2 separate regions of the Sus scrofa genome follow, and region 2 is linked to region 1. Evidence: chromatin contacts called from public HiChIP or PLAC-seq data. All regions are on one chromosome and are shown on one strand. The core of a region is the stretch at or near the end of the contact, and the rest is flanking DNA. Distances in the headings are between cores, read along the strand shown. Region 1 overlaps HDAC9 (histone deacetylase 9). Region 2 overlaps HDAC9 (histone deacetylase 9).

The links. HiChIP or PLAC-seq counts read pairs in DNA pulled down with a chosen protein or histone mark.
Region 2: an H3K27ac HiChIP or PLAC-seq map of alveolar macrophages shows a contact between it and region 1. The contact joins two enhancer-like sites. A contact is called at or near these places in 2 of 47 Hi-C or Micro-C datasets (embryonic fibroblasts and fibroblasts) and 1 of 2 datasets of contacts at active chromatin or transcription factors (alveolar macrophages).

The regions. Positions count from the first base shown.
Region 1 is chr9:87,762,090-87,766,562 of Sscrofa11.1, reverse strand. HDAC9 (histone deacetylase 9) reads right to left here. Exons shown (of 28, transcript XM_021102482.1): 7 at 3,894-4,059; 8 at 2,777-2,903; 9 at 60-181. Among named protein-coding and RNA genes, the nearest start is that of TWIST1, 530 kb to the left of the region's middle. Within about 2 kb of position 2,117, at least 3 of the 83 cell types and tissues checked have an H3K27ac peak or open chromatin away from gene starts, as enhancers often do. A contact at or near this core is called in alveolar macrophages, where this site is marked.
Region 2 is chr9:88,001,766-88,006,238 of Sscrofa11.1, reverse strand. It overlaps HDAC9 (histone deacetylase 9), which reads right to left. Exons shown (of 28, transcript XM_021102482.1): 21 at 2,813-2,868; 22 at 2,481-2,568. Among named protein-coding and RNA genes, the nearest start is that of TWIST1, 290 kb to the left of the region's middle. Within about 2 kb of position 2,093, at least 10 of the 83 cell types and tissues checked have an H3K27ac peak or open chromatin away from gene starts, as enhancers often do. A contact at or near this core is called in alveolar macrophages, where this site is marked.

The DNA of each region.
Region 1 (4,473 bases), core at 868-3,367:
ATGAAACTACAGGAATGTTATGAAAGAGCAAGTGGAGTCTTCTTGTGAAGTTGACTTACCAGTTTTTCGAAGGGGGAAATCATCTTTTGCATCTTGAGCTCCTGGTAATGTGTATTTGTAAGATGGAGACGTTCCACTCAGGGGTGGAGAGCTTTGATCCAATGACGTGTGGTGGGCAGCCCTACAAAAGAAAAAGAGGGTTCACCACTTGCCCTGGAGTTTTTATTGCATGTTGGTCAGCGATAATCGGTTGCACATGCTGTAACATGTGTCTCAGCTGTGTTTATGTTCTTTCTCTTTAGTGTGTGTAAACCACAGCCTCATGTAACCAGTTGACTTTAGCAGCATTTTATGGAATGATGCAGGATGCCTAAGGATGCCCAATGTGCCTTTGGTCACATAGTCACAGAGAAATTACCAAAGGAGAGAATTTACCAAAGGAGAGAATTTACCAAAAGCCTGAGTTTTGATATCTGAGATTATTGTGTGTTTTCTTAAGAGTCACATTAGTGGAAAAGTCATCACCTGAATACTTTTTAGTCAACAATGCAGAACAGAAGGATTTCATTTAGGGAGTTCCCTGGTGGCTTAGTGGGCTAGGGACCTGGCATTGTCACTGCTGTGGTTAGATCCCTGGCCCAGGAATTTTCACACATCACAGGTGCAGTCAAAAAGAAAAAAAAAGACTCCATTAAAAAAAAAATTGGTAGTTAGTACATGGAAGTACATGAGGGTGCCTTTTACTCAGAGACAATACTATATCAATAGCCTCCAGGTCTCCTGACTTCCACAGAAGCCCTAGGTAAAGACTGGAGACACATCCTTCTTCAGTATGAAATGGATCTTTTAAAATGTTTGTCTTACCTGCATTAATATAGTGAAAGAGATGCAGTTGTGCAACTGGAGAACAGTTTGGGTCTGAACATAGACTACCCAGTGGATATAAACATCTATAATAATCATTATATATGAAGAAAACAATGGATGAGGCACAGTATCACCACCAGGATGATTTTTATACTAGTGTTATTTATTTGAATTAACATTCTCAAGAATTAACTGGTTTAAGGGTATTTCATCTAGCTATAACTAGCACAAAATTATTATATTCAGATTTTATAAATTGATGACTTACGGCTGTCCAGGAGTTGGACCCCTCTGAAGTTCAGTTCAGTACAAAAAAAGAACTGCGAAGTAACATTTGAGAGATGGGTCTAATATACCCAAGGGAATGGCTAAAGACTCTTCATGATGAGTTGTTTGCATAAAACTGTTTCCCACTTTTAAAGAAAGGTATTAAATTTTCTTAAAATAGGCTTTAACTTAAAAGAGATATGAATTAGTTACACACTATGTATGCAATTTTGGGTAATAATACATGATTTCTTTTTCAATAACTTTGATGTTGACTGAACATTTGGAAATTTTCTTCAGGGATTGATTCCTCAAGTCAACTGACATGCATGGCAAAAATTACGTAAACCATTAAAATGTATTTACACAGCGTTCTGGAATCTGCCTCATTTATCTTTTTTTTAGACGCAGAGAAGGGAAGATACTTTAAGATAGAAATATAAAAACAATACTCTTTAAATAGGACTCTTAGGAGTTCCCTGGTAGACTAGTGGTTAGGACACGGTGCTTACACTACCACCGCCTGAGTTCAATCCCTGGTCTGGGAACTGAGATCTCTCATCAAGCCACTGCATACCATGGCCAATAATAAATAATAAAATAAATAAATTTGTAAAAATAAAGGCATAATTTTTTAAAAACTGAAAAGCAATAGTTTAAAAAAGAATATGTTAAAAAACTTAAAGTATGCTTAAAGTGTCAACATTACAGAGTAATCAAGTATTTACTTCTTTATCCTTATAACGTGAGGGATTAAAAAAATTATAAGTATAAAATTCTAAATATATTTTTAAAACAAGAGAGATGAAACTGTGATCTATTAGTCTATTATCCAAATATGCTTTGACTATCAGTTTTTCTCCTGACTTTAGAAATGCCACCTCCTTCATATTTCACAAAAGGAAGAACTATGTGTTACATAGTATCTCTTTACTGAACTTGGGGAAACATAGTTGCACAAAAAACTGTAACACGGAAGTGTATTATGTTGTCAGCTTGTGTCAGAAGTCAATCTACTCTCATTTTTCAGGGTGGGAAGAAATGAGGTCAGGTGGGCAGGGGTTAACTAGCCCCTACATCAGCTGGTTACTCCTCTGTCCTCCCGTCTTTTCCCTCCCTTGTCTTCCTTCCTTTTTTTTTTTTTTTTTAATTAAGTCAACCATCTGGGCTTGAAAAAAATAACTCAGATCTCCATCTTACATCAAGCCAAGTAAAATAAAATCTCGACCTGCCACATCTTCAGAAATTATTGTAAAGATATCAGATGCACCATCTGAGAATAGAAAAATGCAAAATATGAATATCTATGCCCCACCCAACATTTGCCAATTATTCATTCAGCACAGAACATACGTAATACTTTCTAGCCCTTGAGATGACACTTGCTAACATTTATTGAAGAGCTGCTCTCTGTTACGGACTTTACCACATTATTCCTTAGGACCTTCCCAGAAACCCTAGAGGGCAGGTACTACTATCATGCTCTTTTTACAAAGAAACAGAGCCTTAGAGAATTTAAGGGACTTGCCCACAGCCATACAGCTGAGGACTTGGCAGGCCAGGGACTTGTGCCCCGGTCCTCTGAATTCAGAACCTGTGATCTTTATCCCTGGAAATGAATAAAGCCAAACACTGAACATACGTGTACCAGAGCTTGGGATGGCGGCTCACGGAATGATTTTTTCCATTAGTTGGAGTGTCTTTTGTTGCTGATTTACTCAACAGGAATTCTTGAAGCTTCTGCTTTACTTCTGTACTTGCCACTGCCCCTGAAACACACACATACAGAAACAGATGGTGATTTGGGGTTCTGTCCTTTCATGCCTCTGGAATATTTAGTAAAAATTAAGGAGTAACAGCACTGGTCACAGCATATGAAGTTTTCCTATTAAAAACAAAATGAGAGTCTAAACAGGCTTTAGAAAGTGACAGAGTAATGTTTTGTAACTACTGCTTCAACTGCCAATTTTCAAAAGAGCTTCAATGATTTCTTTAATTGCTTTTGCAGAAGGGGGATTCCCAGAATTAATACTAATTTTTTCCTAAGGTTTAAAAAATACTGCTGAGGAACAAAACACTGCCTTTAAAAAGTCAAGAATCTTGGGAGATCATAAGTGATAAAACATATTAAAATGAGGTCTTCTAAGTTGCTAGTTTGAAAAACTAACTTTTTATAAAAGCTCTTTTGAGCATCAAACAAATAAATATCCGCTGACAATTCCAGTTCAAGTCATCACATTTTAAACCTTGCTAAGACCTGATTTTCAGCTGACCTCATACAGGAGAATTATTTGGATCTGTCTCCCTCTTGTGGATAGTTAAAACAAAACAAAACAAAACAAAACAAGTGTTCTCCCTTAAATCTTAATACTACCTAGGTTACTTGAAAACTAAATGGAAACAAGGCTTGACTTAAAAAGTAATTATTACTTGAGCAGGAGGAAGGCATGGAGTAATGTGGAAGTAAGTTTATTATTGAACAGAATGGCAGAGCTATATTGCCTTAGTATAACATTATTTTTAAGGTTCAAAACAAGGGAAATTGGTATCTTTGCCAAACAATGCTATGTTTACTTTTGGAGATGCCCATAAACTGAATGTAGAGAGCTGACATGTGAATGTCAAAGCTTTACATTTGGGTTCATAATTTATCGTTTTACTTAAACACAGACAATTTTGACAAGTTTAATTCCGCTCTTTATCAGGCTCTTTTCTGAATGACGATCAGCTAAAGATGAGGGAAGAGATCCATCTTTTACCCTGGTGCCTCTTACTTTCTCGTCCTCTATCTTTGCCTCTGAGAGGAGGAAGCTGCTGTTCTCTGCGATGCCTCTCTACTTCCTGTTCTTGCCTCTGCTGCTCCAGTTTCTGCTCCTTTTCTAGGAGTTCTTGTTGCTGTTTTATGGCTAGAAGTTCCTGTTGCAACTTGCGAGAAGAGAAAGACATGAGAGTGTGCAATTTCTTTAAGGCTTCATAGTCATCAAAGTCCAAAATTGAAATTGGAACTTATTTGTATTTACAGTTTACCCACTTTTTTGTGTACTACTGAAATCTAAAGACAAGCAACTAGTGCCATAGATGGTGTTTTTTTGGGAAAAAAAAAGTTTTTATTGGAGGATAGTTGATTTACAATGTTGTGCCAATTTCTGCTATACAGAAAAGTGACCCAGTCATTCATATATATATATGACTATATATATATATATACACACACACACACACACACACACACACATTCCCTTTGCTATATTATTTTCCATCAGAGTTAATCTCAACAGACTTGATATATATAGTCATTAACAAGAAAGTTTTTAGGCAGCTTCATCACCTACATCGCCC
Region 2 (4,473 bases), core at 844-3,343, 240 kb before region 1:
ACCTGCTCCCTCTCCTCACCACTCTGAATGCCTTTGGAATCTTCCCCAGAAGAACTAGAATGAATAAGTTCCACAGATCATCTAGAATCATTCCTGTCTAAAATACTCAATGCCTCTCAATTTGGCTGTGGCCTTAAATAAGGGCTGAATTAGAGCTGTGACTCTTCACTTACAAGGCATATAAAAATGCTGAATCTAGCTGCTGTACAATGGAGTAGCTCTGCCTCCTGTTGGCCCAGGAATTGGTGGAGTTGGTTCGTACCAATTAGCTAAAGTTAATGGCTTTGGATATGCAGGAATGAAGTTCTTCTGCCCCTGAAGAACCTTCACTTCTCCTCTGCTGACTCGCAGAACAGACCTGTCAGCCAGGGAGAACGGATGTCTCAGAGCCACGTGGCACTTTAAAACTTCCTTCTCGGCAGCTGGAAGAAACAGGGGAATTTCCTCAAAGTATCCCTGCAGCTGCAGAATTTGGAAGACTTGAAAGTAAGAATATGCAGGCTGGTGGTGATCTCAGAAGCAACTCTTTGGACAGAACCTCATATGTTTGGAGAATATAAAACAAAAACTTCTCTTCTATGACAGCCTGCTGGGAAATCAGTATCCTTTATGTAGGATAATGGAGCAAATTCATAATCAAAGGCCAATAAGCTTACAGGATACTCCTTGGAGCTACTTATTTTATAAATCATATCAAATTATCTTTAGCAACTTTTTATTCTTCTATTAATATACAAAAACAAAACTTTACACACAAATCCTCTGAGGTACAAAATACCCACCCATCACAAGTCAGGCATTTTAGCTTTCAAGTCTATCAGATGCCACAAGTGTGCTTTCAAAGAGTCTCTCTCTTAATAGTTTTTACCTCCACAGAACCATCGGAAAGTAATATTTAAAAATTCTTAAGGCTAGGATGACAGTTCACCAACCTCCTTCCTACATAATTTTGACAAGTTTAGAAAGCACAGAAAAATTTCCTCACAACCTCTGGTCTTCATTTGCTACCCTTTCTTCAAGTTTTTGGCTTATCTTTCTAGCACAACTTTAGAGTTCTAGAAGTATATAAACTATTTTAAAAATTTGCTATCTTACAAATCATACAAACCAATAATTATTTATCATTTTAAATGTCATTTTATAAGTCCATGGGAAAATAGGTACTGATGTCCTCATTTTGGTAAAATTTTAAGGTCTTGCTGCTGTAGTATATCTAGGCCTTCAACACATTTCTTTAATGGTGAACTGTGACCTACAGTGAAACTTAAGCATGTTTGGAAAATACATGGGAAGTTGGGTCTCGGTACTCAGCACCAAAGTACCTGCAGGAAGGCTACAAATACACTATGTGGAAAACATTTGTTCCTACCAAACACTAGAAATGGTTATCAGTCTTTCGTTCCTTTTATCTCTATTTTAACTTGACTAAGTATTTCTTCAGCTGGCTTTGTTTGTGCTCTCTGTCCTTTGCTGTGCCTGTTTAACTGAATCAGAAGGCCGGACGGTGAGGCCACGACTTCCCAATAAGATTTAATTATGAGTGCAGATATGAACAAGATTTAGACTATTAAGCTTTGCACTTCAAAAAAACTTTTAACATATTTTGCCTTTAAATCTTTTATCACCTGCAAAAATTAATTAAGTACAGATGTAGCAGGTTCGCTTTGGATGCCAGGGTTCATTTCCTGTCTATGCTTTGTCAGACAACCTATTACACCTCCTCGTGAACTGGAGGCAAACCGAAAACGGGGCTCATAAATCACCAGTCAGCTCTCTTTTGCCCTTTCCTGGGTTGGTCCTTTGGTATGGGGCAGATCTCCAGCTCATTATTCATGAATATACTACAGACAACATGCCAAGTGTCATCTGCATTTAAACAAACCATTTGTTAAACAAATTATAACTATTGTGTAAGAATGTATCATGTTAAAATGCAAGATGAATCTAATGCCTCTGACTTTTAATCACTCAGGGTTCCTGCCGGGAGTCATCCCAAACTGGCATACATGATCTGAGATCTTTTCAGAAAGAATGACATGCTGACTTGTTTTAATAATACCACTGTTGCACAACAAGCAACATGATTGCTAACCAGGGGAAGTAGCCAATTGGTTACCAAAGCAACAGCATTCTTTCCAGCACATCTGACTATTTAAAGTCTATATTCTGTAGGGAAAAGTAAATTCAGGTTCTGTTGGGTTATTTTAACTGTGGAAGTATCAATTCATTTAAGGATCATAAAAGTTGCCCTGATCTGCGCCTTCTTCTCATTAAATTGCAGTTAACACCATGAAAGTGAAACGTGAATGTTTATGGTTTCAGAACTGCAATTCTGAATTTAATGAGTTTCCACATTCAAAGGAAACACACCCTTCAGTTGTTTGCAAGTGCTAAAAGCAAAGCAACCTAACAGAGAAATACAAATTCGCTCCCTTTTATCTAGAGTCACTGAAAATGCAGCTCTGGCCAGGAATACATACCAGATCTACAATCAATATCTTGCTTATATTTAGTTGGTCTCTCAAGTATTTGGCGGTAATTGCAACTGAATTAAAAAAGCAGAACCCCCTGCGGAATAGAGAAGAACAGAGAAATAAGAAAGCAAATCAGCCAGGAAAACCATTATAAATAATGTTCAGAGCATTTTTTAAAATGCTATATGATCTCTGAAGCCATAAATCTGCTTCTGGGAGTACCTCGCAAGATTTCTCAGTCCATCTGCTAACAATTAGAGGCTTCAGAGACATGCACGGGGCAGGTGACCGCCAGGAACCGTGGCGCTTGGAGATGGGCAACAGTCCCTGGTACTTACATGGCTGTGGATTCTTCAGCATGATGGCCTGGGGGCCTCACAACAGCAAAGCCATTCTGTAAGAATAAGACAGATTTTCAGTGATCAGATATGAGAGAACTGCTTGGATCTCCATGTACTACGTAGCATCAGGAACACACAAAAAGACTAAAATCTGTAAAAGGCCTCAGAGCTTGTTTTCTTGACTCCATTACCATTTCACAGAATGAACAGAAACAATATATATGATCACATTTTCTCAGATCTTGTCTCGAAAGTTCCCACAGAGCCAGAAGAATAGTGATTTGGGAGTTGTACCTAGCTGGCAAAGAGCACATCAGCTGTTATACTACCATGATTCATTCTCAAGAACAATTTCTTATTTTATGACACAAGCATCCTAGAAAAGGAGAATAAATTCACTCTTAGTGCAGGTTTGGGTCAAAGTTCAGAAAGACCAGAGACAATCCAAAGTGAAAAATCTTTAGCTGGATTCCCTCAATGATTATTTCTACTCCAATGTCAGCAAAATGATAAATTTACACTCACATACTCACATACACACAAAAGAAACCCCAGAAAGGTGAAAAAGAGAACAATGGAAAGCCCATATTTCTTCCAGTCTATAAATTTCACTTGGATGACTGCCAAGACTTGCAACTTTATTGGATTCCCTAAGTCAATTTCTAGCCCACGTTCTGGAATTTTATAAAGAATTCCAGGGCTGAGTAGCAATCAGATCTATCCATGATCAAGGAACGCCTTAACCTCCAGATTAGCTGGAATGCATCACGGAAAGCTGAAGTAACTCCAGCATGAAGGCAGGGAACTATAAATCCTTGCAAAACCAGCATGTTCAGAAAAGTTGGGTTGCTTGACGTGAAAGAAAGAAATCATTTATCAGATGGTTCACACCACCTTTCACGTAACAATGATTCAAGTAACATGCTCCCGACAGAATGTTTCTTTAATACACAATCCTAAAACTTTTGAAATAATTTTAATATACCCCAGGAATATTTATTTCCAAATCTTACTACAAGCATAAAGATATTATAAAGAAAAATAATGTATTCCCAAGGGCTTTAAATATACATACAGTTTTCTAGAACATTATGATAATTAACTCAGTGAGTTAATTTGCTATATATTTTGATGGGCATATACATAATAATAATTTTAGAAGCAAATTAGAAGTCAATAACATAATACCAATTACAAATATAGGAATGATGACAAACATACTCCTTATTCTGGTTCTTAGGCAACTTACTATTTTTCTGGCTATAAAAGATTAATAAGACACTATTAATGAAAAATACACCACAACAGAGAATGAAATTTTAAGACTATAGAGTAGAACTATAGAGTGCTATACGACTTCTGGGAATGGAGAATTCTATAAAGATTAGACACGTGCAATGTATTTTATTGGGAACACAGGAATTAGAGTGAAAATAACAAATATAATATAAAGCAATATAATTAGCATATAATAACATTTTACAATCATATTAACAATAATAATCTTTTATAATTCAATTAAAAATCTTATGTTTTATGCATTAAGGACATGACTAAATAATACAAAGAAGAAAACTTTCAGTGATCAATAACGCTAAGAAAAAACATTCAATTTAATTATTAATCAAGGAAAAGCAGATGAAAATCCCAATGGAAGC